Linked DNA regions of Zea mays: region 1 is linked to region 2. The links are chromatin contacts, called in public Hi-C maps. All regions are on one chromosome and are shown on one strand. The core of a region is the stretch at or near the end of the contact, and the rest is flanking DNA. Distances in the headings are between cores, read along the strand shown. Region 1 has its middle 78 kb from the start of LOC542488. Region 2 holds the start of LOC542488 (rough sheath 2).

What was found. A called contact is a pair of places that touch in the nucleus more often than the background predicts.
Region 1: a Hi-C map of ear shows a contact between it and region 2, with 2.3 times the contacts expected there. The contact joins the enhancer-like site here to the promoter of LOC542488 in region 2. A contact is called at or near these places in 2 of 25 Hi-C or Micro-C datasets (ear and endosperm).

What each region holds. Positions count from the first base shown.
Region 1 is chr1:158,752,329-158,758,078 of Zm-B73-REFERENCE-NAM-5.0, forward strand. No RefSeq gene overlaps it. Among protein-coding and RNA genes, the nearest start is that of LOC542488, 78 kb to the left of the region's middle. Within about 2 kb of position 3,838, at least 11 of the 20 cell types and tissues checked have an H3K27ac peak or open chromatin away from gene starts, as enhancers often do. A contact at or near this core is called in ear, where this site is marked.
Region 2 is chr1:158,673,785-158,678,996 of Zm-B73-REFERENCE-NAM-5.0, forward strand. It overlaps LOC542488 (rough sheath 2), which reads right to left and starts at 3,015. Exons shown (of 2, transcript NM_001112039.2): 1 at 2,387-3,015; 2 at 1-68. The coding sequence starts at 20.

The DNA.
Region 1 (5,750 bases), core at 2,588-5,087, 79 kb after region 2:
CATCTCTATTTTTGCTAGAGAATCTATTGGACTAATATGTTCATTTTGATTCACATCACTCTTATACTTTGAGCTAGAGCTAGCATAAAATTCAAATAAGTTCTTCACAATAGTACCAAACTCATCAAGATGAACCTGATAGTAGTCATCACAAAAAGTTCCCATGTAGTAGTCTTCTAGCTTTTTTGTACCTATGATAAAAAAGGAAGCTACCAAGACTCATGCTAGAACATGTCCAATATTTTTAAAACCTTTTCACTCATAGCAATGGTCATTGTCTTAATACTCAATTCTGCACCAAGACACCATTTATCAAGCAACTCCTTTGTTTCACAAAAAACTTACATAGAATAGTTTTGAACTAGGATATGATGTACTTAAAAGTAATAAATTAAGGTCATAAACCTTTCTCAAAAACCGAAATACATTTGTAGCAATTTTAATTCATCATCATTAGGGGTAATTTTCATATATTTGTGTCGATTTGATGTCTTGAGTATAATGAAAGCATCTTTGTAGTACAAGGCATCCTTAACCATCAAATATGTTGAGTTCCATCTTGTTGAATTCCCTTTATTGTATCCAACCCACACTCAATAGCACACTTCATAAGCTCTTCTCATTGTAAGGATAACCCTTCATAGTCAGTATCAAGGCTTTAATCTTCCCAAGTGCTTTAGAAATAACAACCAACCCATATCTTGCAACCAAATTAAGTATGTGACAAGAAAATAAAATATAAAAACATCCCATGACACACCAAATAAGCTTGTCTATTCACTTGAAAATCAATAATAATACCATTGGCCACCACAAAAATATTCTATGCATTGTCTAAAGTCAAGACAAACAACTTGTTATCAACAATCCACTTAAACCATGACTTCAATTTAGTAAACTGTCTCTAAAAACTTATGACAAGTATGACTTCCTTCCACGTGAAAGAAACCCACAACTCTCCTTTGAATACGCCACTCATCATTTATTCAATGCAATGTGGCACACAAATACCCTTTATTCTACCAGTGACTCTAGGCTTGAATGTAAATCTAAGACACATGGAATAGATGAATCAACAAAGTAGTCATGCTCAACAATTTTGAATGGGTACTCATGTATGATTATTGTCGAATAGAACCTTTTGAGAGTTGTCTCATAATCAAGCTTATAAGGAACACCATTGGTAACATCTTTATCAAGGTCTGTTTTAGCCCTAAGTTGCAACTTCCCTTTCAGAATACTATGTTGTGACTTCAAATGATTATGAAATGCATTTGTTTCATTGTTAGACTCAGCCTTGTAGCTCTACTTGGAATTTGAGAAATTGCAATTGCCCCACAACTAGGGATGGATCCAGATACTTATTCGATGGTTAATTTTTTGGTCTTCTTTAATCAATTGTGAACAAATAACATATAGATTTTGCTATGTAAATTTATATTCTTGTTTTTAGCATTGAGCCTATTAATATTCATTAAAAGTAAGCCTCAAATTTGGTCTATATATTATTAAGTAATTGATATAAAATTTTAATATGGATACAAATACGGATTCCAATGTTTTTCACCTTTTTTGTTGTAGGGAGAAAATAAAGCACATAAAAAATTATAAACAATTTTATTCTTGTACTTCATAATATTCTTAACAACATGACTAAAAATTAGCACCAATTGTTTTTGCATATCTATGTTAAAATATTAGATTTGTCATATAATTCTGAATGTTTAGGAACATCCCTACCCACAACTACTCATACTTCTTGCCACCCTCCTCTATGACAATAGTATGCTTGGTGAAATACATTGGCATAGTAGAGGTGCACCTCTTTGCCCTCTTTGATGAACCCACAACCCCTTCTTTGTCATCAAGGGCTACTATATCTCCAGCAACAATAACATCCGGTTCTTGGGTATTATGGTTAGTGTTAACACCACCAACTTTAGTTCTAGGTCTCCATGTTGTTGTGCCACCGCCACCACTGGTGCTAGTGCCAACCACTTGATTTTCATCTGCATTTTTTGTGCTGAAGGTGAGGTGGACACACTAATAAGTTGACTCTCATAGGTAGACTTTGACCACCAACTTCACTTGCTTCCCTCTTGTTTCCTTACATAAAATCAACAGTAATACAACTTGATTATATTTGTATGCCACCAAGAAATGAATGGATATTTGTTAGTCTGCTAGACTACTTGTGCTACTATCTAACATCTCAAGTCTCAACAAGTGGGCAAGTGAGAGACCTGCACTGCTACACATACATAAAATAGATTTGGATACAATGTTGTTGCCTTTGACAAAAGCTCATGGTGGTGATGGCTAGGGCAGAAAACGAGTCGACCTGAGCTGGTGAACCAGCGAGCCAGGCCCAGTTCGACTTAGTTGTATTGTGAGCTGAAAGATGAGACTTGGTTCCACTCGATGGTAGCTCACAAGCTAGCTCTTGAGCCTCCACACTAAATCACATATAGAGTATAAATGGTATACTTATATTATTATATAATTATGTACCAAAAAAATCTAGCAACATTTTTCAGACTACACCTAGCATTGAGTCTATAAAAATAAGAAAATAAATCCACACAACAATAATATAATAGTATAACGGTGTAACACCGTATCGATGAGGCTAGCTCACGAGCCTAACCAAGCTGGCTTGATTCGCTGCTCCAATGAACCGCAAAAGTGCACAAAATCATTTAGGCTGGCGAGTCTCTCTGAGTGGAACAGGCCCAACCCTGTTTATGACACTCAAGTTATTTTTCAACCCAAGTGGTGGCGTCGATAGAGTTGAAAGTTTAGGTCGCGCCAAGCCAGCACCGCCAAGGCCTATCGTGCTCTGATCTAACTTTTTTTGGGCTAGCACGGTACTGAATAATTTCGGACTGGGTCGTGCCGTGCCCAGATACTAAAAGCTAGACCCGGCTTGGCCCAAAAGCACTACGTGCCAGCCCAAGCACATCACGTAGAAAAAAACTTGTACATGTCTAAAAAAATACATCTTCAAATTATTCATAACTTTTCTATAGGTTAAAAATCAAATGAGATTGTATAACTTTTGTGAAGAGATAAAAATTATTAGAGCATGAAATAACCACTAAAACACTAGTTTTCTACCTTGTGCCTTACTTCCTGCCATATCGACCCGAACACAGCTCTCATCTAGTCGTGTCGTGCCATGCTATCTATCGTGTTTAAGTTTGAGGCACGATACGACCTGACCATTGGTGCCCTACTGGTCTGGTCTATTTTTCTTCGCGTCGTGTCGTGCCGTGCCGTGCCGTTTCCAAATAGCCCGGCCAAAACTTAAGTCTAAATTGGCAACATGGAAACAACGTTGATCCGGTGGCTTCCATTTTCCGCCGCGGGCAGCAGCCCACCACCAAATCCCAGGAAAAAGGCAGCGAGTCGATGGAAGCATGCTGTAGCGGCGCTGTTGCATGGGAGCATTTAAGAGGCTGCGGGTACAACGCTGGCAGCGCACAGCGGCGAGCGAGACGTGAGAACGGCAAAGGTGAGCGGCGCAAGGAAACGCCCATGCACCTGCGTGTGTGCCATTGGGCACCTGGCCTGGCAAATGGCAAGCTTGGAGCTAGCTGACACCCCTGTGGGCTGTGTGGCCTGTGGCAACCTGGCCGGCAGGCATGCATACGGCAGCCGCAGGGCGCCCGCTAGCTCGAGACCCTGCGTGCTGCGTGCAGGCGCCTACGACGTACTCCTACCGTCCTACGGGTCTATACGTACTCCTACGTACAAGTAGACCGCAGCTGCTGGTACCCTGGTACGTGTGTGTGGTCACTGTGCGGCAGCGACCCTGGCAGCTGCTCAGGCCGGCCGGTCGGTCATGCAGATGCTGCATGCGCGCGGTGGATCAGGGAGCGGGACGTTTCGTCTCACCAGCGTACGGTACGGCAGTCACCTATCAGGTGACGCGACGTCTTGGCACCTGTAGGCTATGAGTACACTAGTACTTTTGCCTACAGCCTCCGGACGGACCGATGGATCACTCACGCGGCATCACGCACTACGACGTACGAGTACTCCGGCCCTCCGTCCATATATATAAAAAAAGGACCGGAACAATCCTAATTTCTACATCGTGCTAATGGCCACATGGAGTCACGCTAGGCTATGTCCAATAGGTCCTGTATTATCTATTATCTCATCCTCTTTTTTTAAAGCTTCACTCTACTGAACAATATCAAACATTATCATTTATGGTACTGTGAGTAACGGAGCTAGAAAAAAATTAGAAGGGACTAAACTAAACTGTTACAGTATAAGAGCTCCTTCTACATTATATTGTGTAAATTTCGAATGTTAGAGAGGCTCCGGGTGGGACTCCATTGATTCGTGGCGATAGGGTGGCTCGAGCCCTGTCCACCCCGCCACTGCCTCCATCCCTGAGTGCCGCCTTCCCTTATTTTATATGGTCCACCGAAGACAACCTTAACACCATGCCTCATAATTTTATAACCAGCACAAGTAGAGCACAAAAATAACAATAAATAACAAAACAAACACTAGCATATCTCCACGTTACTGAGGAAGCCACAAAAACTAAGGTTTCATGAAATCCTATCCCCTTCTCAGTGCAATAGAGCAAGTTTAAAGCTTTAGAGTTCTTACTATATTTTTAGAGCGAGTACAAACTTCCTAGAGAGCACACAAGAGATTATAAGGCTGGTGCCAGTGCAGGCGGGAAGCACGGGCGAGAGGAGCGTACGGGGGCGAGAGTGGGACGGGAGAGGGGCGGGAGAGCGGGAGCGGGCGATGGCCGCGTCGCCCGGCGACAGCGTGCCTGTCGCCTCGCTCTCGCCTGCACTGGAGAGCGTGCTCGGGCGAGAGGAGGGCGGGAGCGGGGTCCACGTGTGCTAGCCGTTGCAACTAGCCGTTTTTTACCGTTTGGAGTCCAAAAAATTCGAAAAAATTGCAAAAAATCACAAATTTCATCCCCAATCCCTCTATATATACCCCTACCCGGGTGGAGCTCATTCCACACACCATTCCATCTCATTTTTCTCTTCCAAACTCCCCTTTCTTCACACAATGTCGGGTTGGTCCCCAGATTTGAACACCTTCACGGATCTCTTGCAGTCCGATGGGTCACCTACAACCCTTCCGTTAGATGAGTCTTCTTCATTACATCGTCGCTCCGATGTTTCAGCCTCACTCCCCCGTGCACTATTTCCGGCTGCACGTCCACCACCATACCCTTATCCCTATCATTTGTATCAATATCCATCGTCTTCATATGGTCAACCTCCAACTTCCCAAGCCGGAATTCAAGCCTCATTCCCGGTACGTCCGTATGCCCCTCCCCCACCTGCTGCGGACGGAAGTCAAGCTTCTTTCCAGATACCTCCATACGCCCCTCCTCCATATGCTCCACCTCCGTATGGAGTACCTCCTTATGCTCCATATGCTCCACCTCCATATGGAGCACCTCATCCATATGCTCCACCTACGTATGGAGCACCTCCTCCAGTTGCACCTTTATCTGTTGGATCTGAAAACCAAGCTGAGGAAAATCCCGTGCCGAAGGAAAAGCGTCCAAAGAGGCTAGAGTGGACGAAGGAAGACGAGGAAAAGCTGGTGAGTGAATCGTTTCTCATTTATTTAATCTTGATTTTTTTAGTTTACTTATATTATAGGTTTTATTGTAGGTTAATGCTTGGTTTATGCATTCTAATGATCCCATCTCCGGCAACAATAAGAGCGGATCAAGTTTCTGGGGCCAAATAGTGGCA
Region 2 (5,212 bases), core at 1,765-4,264:
CAGCGCTGTCGCTCCTTCATCTGCAAAGGCCATCGCCCATCCCTCACCACCACACCTCATAATGCGCGCTGCTTGCATTGCATTGGATTGCATCCACGGTCCCATGTATATATGTGTCCGACCATGCGAAGCCAAAACAAAGACCAAATCTTTAATTAGCTCTTTAGCTCATGAGGATTGAAAAAAAGAAATAACAAGAACAAAAAAAAGTATATGCTAATAACTACTGCAAAGACCACGGATATGTCTCAGTCAGCATCTTGCTACGTGAAGGACAGTGATTAGCATGCCGGACGGGGAACAAAAGCAACCACGTCAGTGGTGGTTAGCCAGCAAAGCTTGCTAGCTAGCTAGTCGCTGCAGCGCTGCTGCAGAGTGCAGAGGCCGCCAATGCACGCTCGAGAAACAGCTCAAAGGCTGAGTGAGCTGTGAGCTCACCAGCAGTGGACGTACACAACACTGTTCTGACCCTGACATGTGTTTGAAATAATAAACGGTGGGATAGAGACGTGCAGTTGTTAGGCCACAATTTACTCAGGTGACAGGATGATCTGCAGCTGGCTCCAGGCAACATTTACACTGCCGTGCATGACCTACTCCAGTATGAGCAGAAGAAAAGGAGTTAATTCCTCCAGTTCCTTACTTGACCAGTTAATACTACGACAGAGCAGTGAGTAACCACCCGAGTTTAACCCACACAGTAGATTTCACTGTAAAAAATGTACTAGCCTCTGTATTGTCCATCAACCTTCAGTCCAAGGTCAATCCGGACCAAGCGGCATGGATTCATGGCGACGCCGCTATCAATCAGCATCCACCCACACCCCCACACATACACATGGAGACAAAGGTGTGGGCACTACGAGCGAGCACGCGCGCGCTGGTTTCTCGCGCGCTTGTCTTGTTGCTGGAGCCAGCCAGGTCGCCGTCGGCCATTAACGTGGCGCATGAACCAGGACGAAGCTAAAATCTGCCAGGTTTAAATGCCCGACCTAATACTCCTCTCTACCCCAGCGAAAAGCTAGAAACCAAGGCGAGGGAATGTGAGGCAAAACTCTGAGTCAATGCGACCTTGATGACGCGCGGGACCAAGCCCTAATAATCCGCGCTCCGGCGCCTTGCTAACGCCGGGTTAGAGACGGCGGTGCTACTCCCCCATGCGTCCCGTCGCCGAGGTTGTGGATGGTTGAAAAAAAGAGCGGCGGGGAAGGTGAGTGATTTGGCTCCTGTACTGTACTGTATGTAAAAAAAAGGAGGGCGGTGCTGTGAAGGAGACAAGACCAGATTTTGACAGAGAAAGAGAGAGAGAGGGGGGGGGGGGGGGGGGGGGGGGGTAGTGATGCCCTACACACAATCATGAGATGGCCAAGTGGTGTTGTTGAGGATTGGTTGGTTCTACGAAATCTACGTCTAATCAAAGCATGGTGAAACCATGATGAGGAAACATAGCCCCAACAATGCGGACAGCAACGTGTCGACGCCAGATCAGTGTGGTGGTACCCTACGACATATATGTAGTACAAGGGTAGGATGGGACTTGTTGGATCTGCGTAGGGCTTGCTTGGAGTGGACTGCTGGATGTGAACTTTACAGTATCATATAGGAATAGGAGTAGCGATTCTCTTCTCTTTTTCCCCCCCCCCAAAGGTTTCTTCATCATTTTCGCATGCTGCAGATCCTTGCTCGATCTTAATTGGTTAATACTCCAAAGGGCATCCAGGGGAGATGAGATCAAGCTGGACAATGGTGGGTGAAGAAAACATGGCGTTGACGACCGGGAAGATTTCTGAAGAACCATGGCACCAAACTAACTAGTAACTATTCTGACAGACCAAAACGAGTTCAGGACCGCCGCCGCACACCTGAAGCCGAACGAGAAGAATTCACGTACGAGGCAGACGACCGACGGTTCTCGCCGACGAACAGGAGGAAATAAATAGGGGGGCCGCAGGACATGAACTAAATAGCCAAATTTTTGGGAACGAAATCGACGACACAATCTCCTGCTGCTCGCCTTTCAAAAAAAGAAATTCTCCTGCTCACGCGCACATACCACGAAATAAAGAACGAGAGAGAAAAATAGAAGAAAAAAAACCGGGGACACATCACATTCAGCGGCTGCACCCGCGCGCTTCCTCTGGTAAAATAAAAGACCCGGAAACTGAGGAACAATCCTTGTCACAAATCAACATCTCTACCACAGTACTGCTACTGCTACTATGTAGGAGGTGCCGTAAAAAACAACCCGAATGCAAGAAGACATGCTAAACCAGATCAGACTGCCACTACTGCTACTCCTCCCCAATAATCCACACAACCAGAGACGAACGAACGAGTGAACTAATACGTGCGCGTTGATAGTAAAGCTAGGAAACGAAGAACTTACAGAGGCACGGCCTACACCATCCTGGCAGAGACCTTGGCGTCCCTCGGCTGAGAGGCAAGGCAGCAGGAGCGGGAGAGGGGAGGGGGGAGGAAGGACGGACGGAAGGAGCGGGAGCACAAATAATTGTGTGAGGTTGAAGACGACGAGCGAGCGAGGGGACCTGGCGAGCAGTAGCAGTAGGAGGAGAAGGGAGGGAGGGAGGGAGGGATAGGGAGGTGTGAGCTGAAAGATTCCTTTCCACGGCCTCTCTCACAGCCCGTGAGCGAGCGAGCGAGCTTGTGTGTATGTGTTTGTATGTATAGGAGGAGAGAGCACCAGCGGCGGAGGGAGGGAGGTGTGGGGGACAAGGCGCAGCGAGAAATTAGGGCACGCGGAAAGGAAAAGACGGGGGCGCGGGCGGGAGGAAAAGGGATGCCCGGAAAGGGGGCGCGCGTGTATATATAGACAGGGACACAGGGTCAGGGTCTCAGCGAGCCGGAGCGGTAGAGAGCGCGAGTGAGAGCGAGCTACTCGAAGCTGTAGAGCTACTAGGATGGAGTGGAGCAGGGGGGCGCAGCGCAGGTGAAGCACGGGCAACAGCGGCACGCAGCATGGCAATGGCAATGGCAATGGCATGAGCACAGGCACCCCCACACGAGACGAGAGACGGGACACGGCCACGCCTACACATGCAGCTCCAGCTGCAGCATGCACATGGAGGTGGAGGAGCGTGCTGGCTGGCGCAGTGGCAGCAGTATACAGTACGTGGTTGTGGGGGTGGGCCGGGGGTGCTTTCTCTGCTGCGAGCTGACTTCGCAGTACTGGCTTGCCCGGCCCTGGCCCTGGGCTGAGCACGCAGAGGCAGCGGGGGATGGAAGGAGAGAGAAGTTAAAGAAAAGAGAGAGAGAAGAGAAGAGAAGAGGCGAGACTGTTGGAGAGTTGATTGATGGGACGAGCGAGCGACATGGACGGACATGGCTCCGGCCTCTCTGGCGTGCGCGCGTGGGTGGGTGGATACGCGCCCCGAATCAAATTTTACGCAAAAAAATCAGATTCAAAGAAATAAACTCATTCCAGTCCTATACAATCTATCCGTTTGGGTTGAATTTGCAGCTTCTACTACTCCTTCAATGTTAATAGCTGGCTTTAATCGCTCCTTCAATATTAGTAGTAGTAGAGTGACGATCGATGGGATGGGGTGGGAAATGAAATGGCAGCATCTCTGGGGGGCTGGCCGGCGCGCGGGCGGGCGGTGGGAAAAGGCGCCGTACGTCGTCGGCGTCGCGTCTTGTCGTGGCAGCGAGCACAGCGCGCGTGGAAAGCGACGAAAAAGATGGGGAGCGAGCGTGGAGGAGGGCTTCCACGAGTCAAATCACGGCAGCATGGCCCCCGCGCCGCGCGGATTAGAGATCGCTTTTTTTTCCTTCTTCTTTTTTACTACTACTGCTCCTACTCAACAGGCACGCCTGAGTGAGTGCCCATGACGAGTAGCTAGCCTGTTCTGTGGCCAACAGTTACACAGGTCAAACTAGTATAATAACTGTGTGTGGTTATATCAGCTACTATTAGCATAATAATTAGATAAAAATAAATAACATATAGTATTGTTATTGATCTTAATATCTTACGATTTTTTTGTCAGCAATCAATACATTTTTACTTCTAAATTTTATATCAGCTATTCAGACTCTCCATCTCACTATTTATTTAATGTTGGGTGATTTTTCTTATCGGACTCTTCACACTACTTTGGGTACATGACATTCTTCAACATCATGGATGTAAGTCGTCCATATTGACACAACTGATTGACAAGAACAAGTTTTTGGCAGGACCAGGTTTTGGGCAAACATAAGGAAGTATTAAAAAGACCAAAGCGCTTAGGAACTTACTAATGTTTCTCTTCATCAGCCGAGTTTCTGGCCTTGGTGGCTAAGTACAACCGAGCAACCAATCCTCTATTAACGGATCTCTCATTGTCTATAGCCTTCTCAGACACAGACAAGAATTGCTTTTGAGCTCAGTGATCTTTGCTTATTCGACCAGGGCTGAGTCCTAGGTTTGGGCAAGAGAATCTAGCCTCTCGGTCAAGTCTTTGACTACCTCAAGTTTCTTACCTTGGGTCTTGAAAGCCGAATTTTTTGTATTTTAGCCCCTAAACCGAAGTAAATTTACGTTTAGACCTAAAAAAATTTTAAATGCAGTTTTGGACCCTTTGCTCGGCGCCATAGGCCGTGGCGCCGAGCTAACACAGCTCGGCGCCACAGCCTATGGCGCCGAGCTGTGACGTGGCCGCAACGGCTAGTTGCGTCCAGGGCTTACCTGGCTCTGACGTGGCGGCGGCGCGGCCTCGTAGCTCGGCGCCACAGATCTTGGCGCCGAGCTACGAATGCCTATAAAAACGCCCGCGCGGCTGGCCGAGAGCAGCTCATTTCATCCCATTTCCAAACTTCGTCAAAAATTGTTGGATTCAAATATTTGAGTTGGTTCACTTCGTAGGCCAAGGTATGATTTCCAACTGATTCGTTTTGTATATTGGGTTGTTAGTTAAATAATTTGTATACACCTATTATATTATTATTTCGAATATTAGTTTGTGTAGACTTATTATAAAGCAAAATAGGTACAAGTGATAATTATAATCGTTTATTAGATGAAAGACATGTACCGAGAGGCGTTGTGGCAGAAGAGAGGTCGTCCTCGGGAGTTATATCCGGACGTATCTAGTAAGGATGCTCCTGTTCCTCCTGAACTCCACGTGCCTAACTGTGACTGTGGCAGACTGGCTTGGGTACATCAATCACAACATCCAGACACGGCTGCTCGCTGCTACTACCTTTGTGGCAC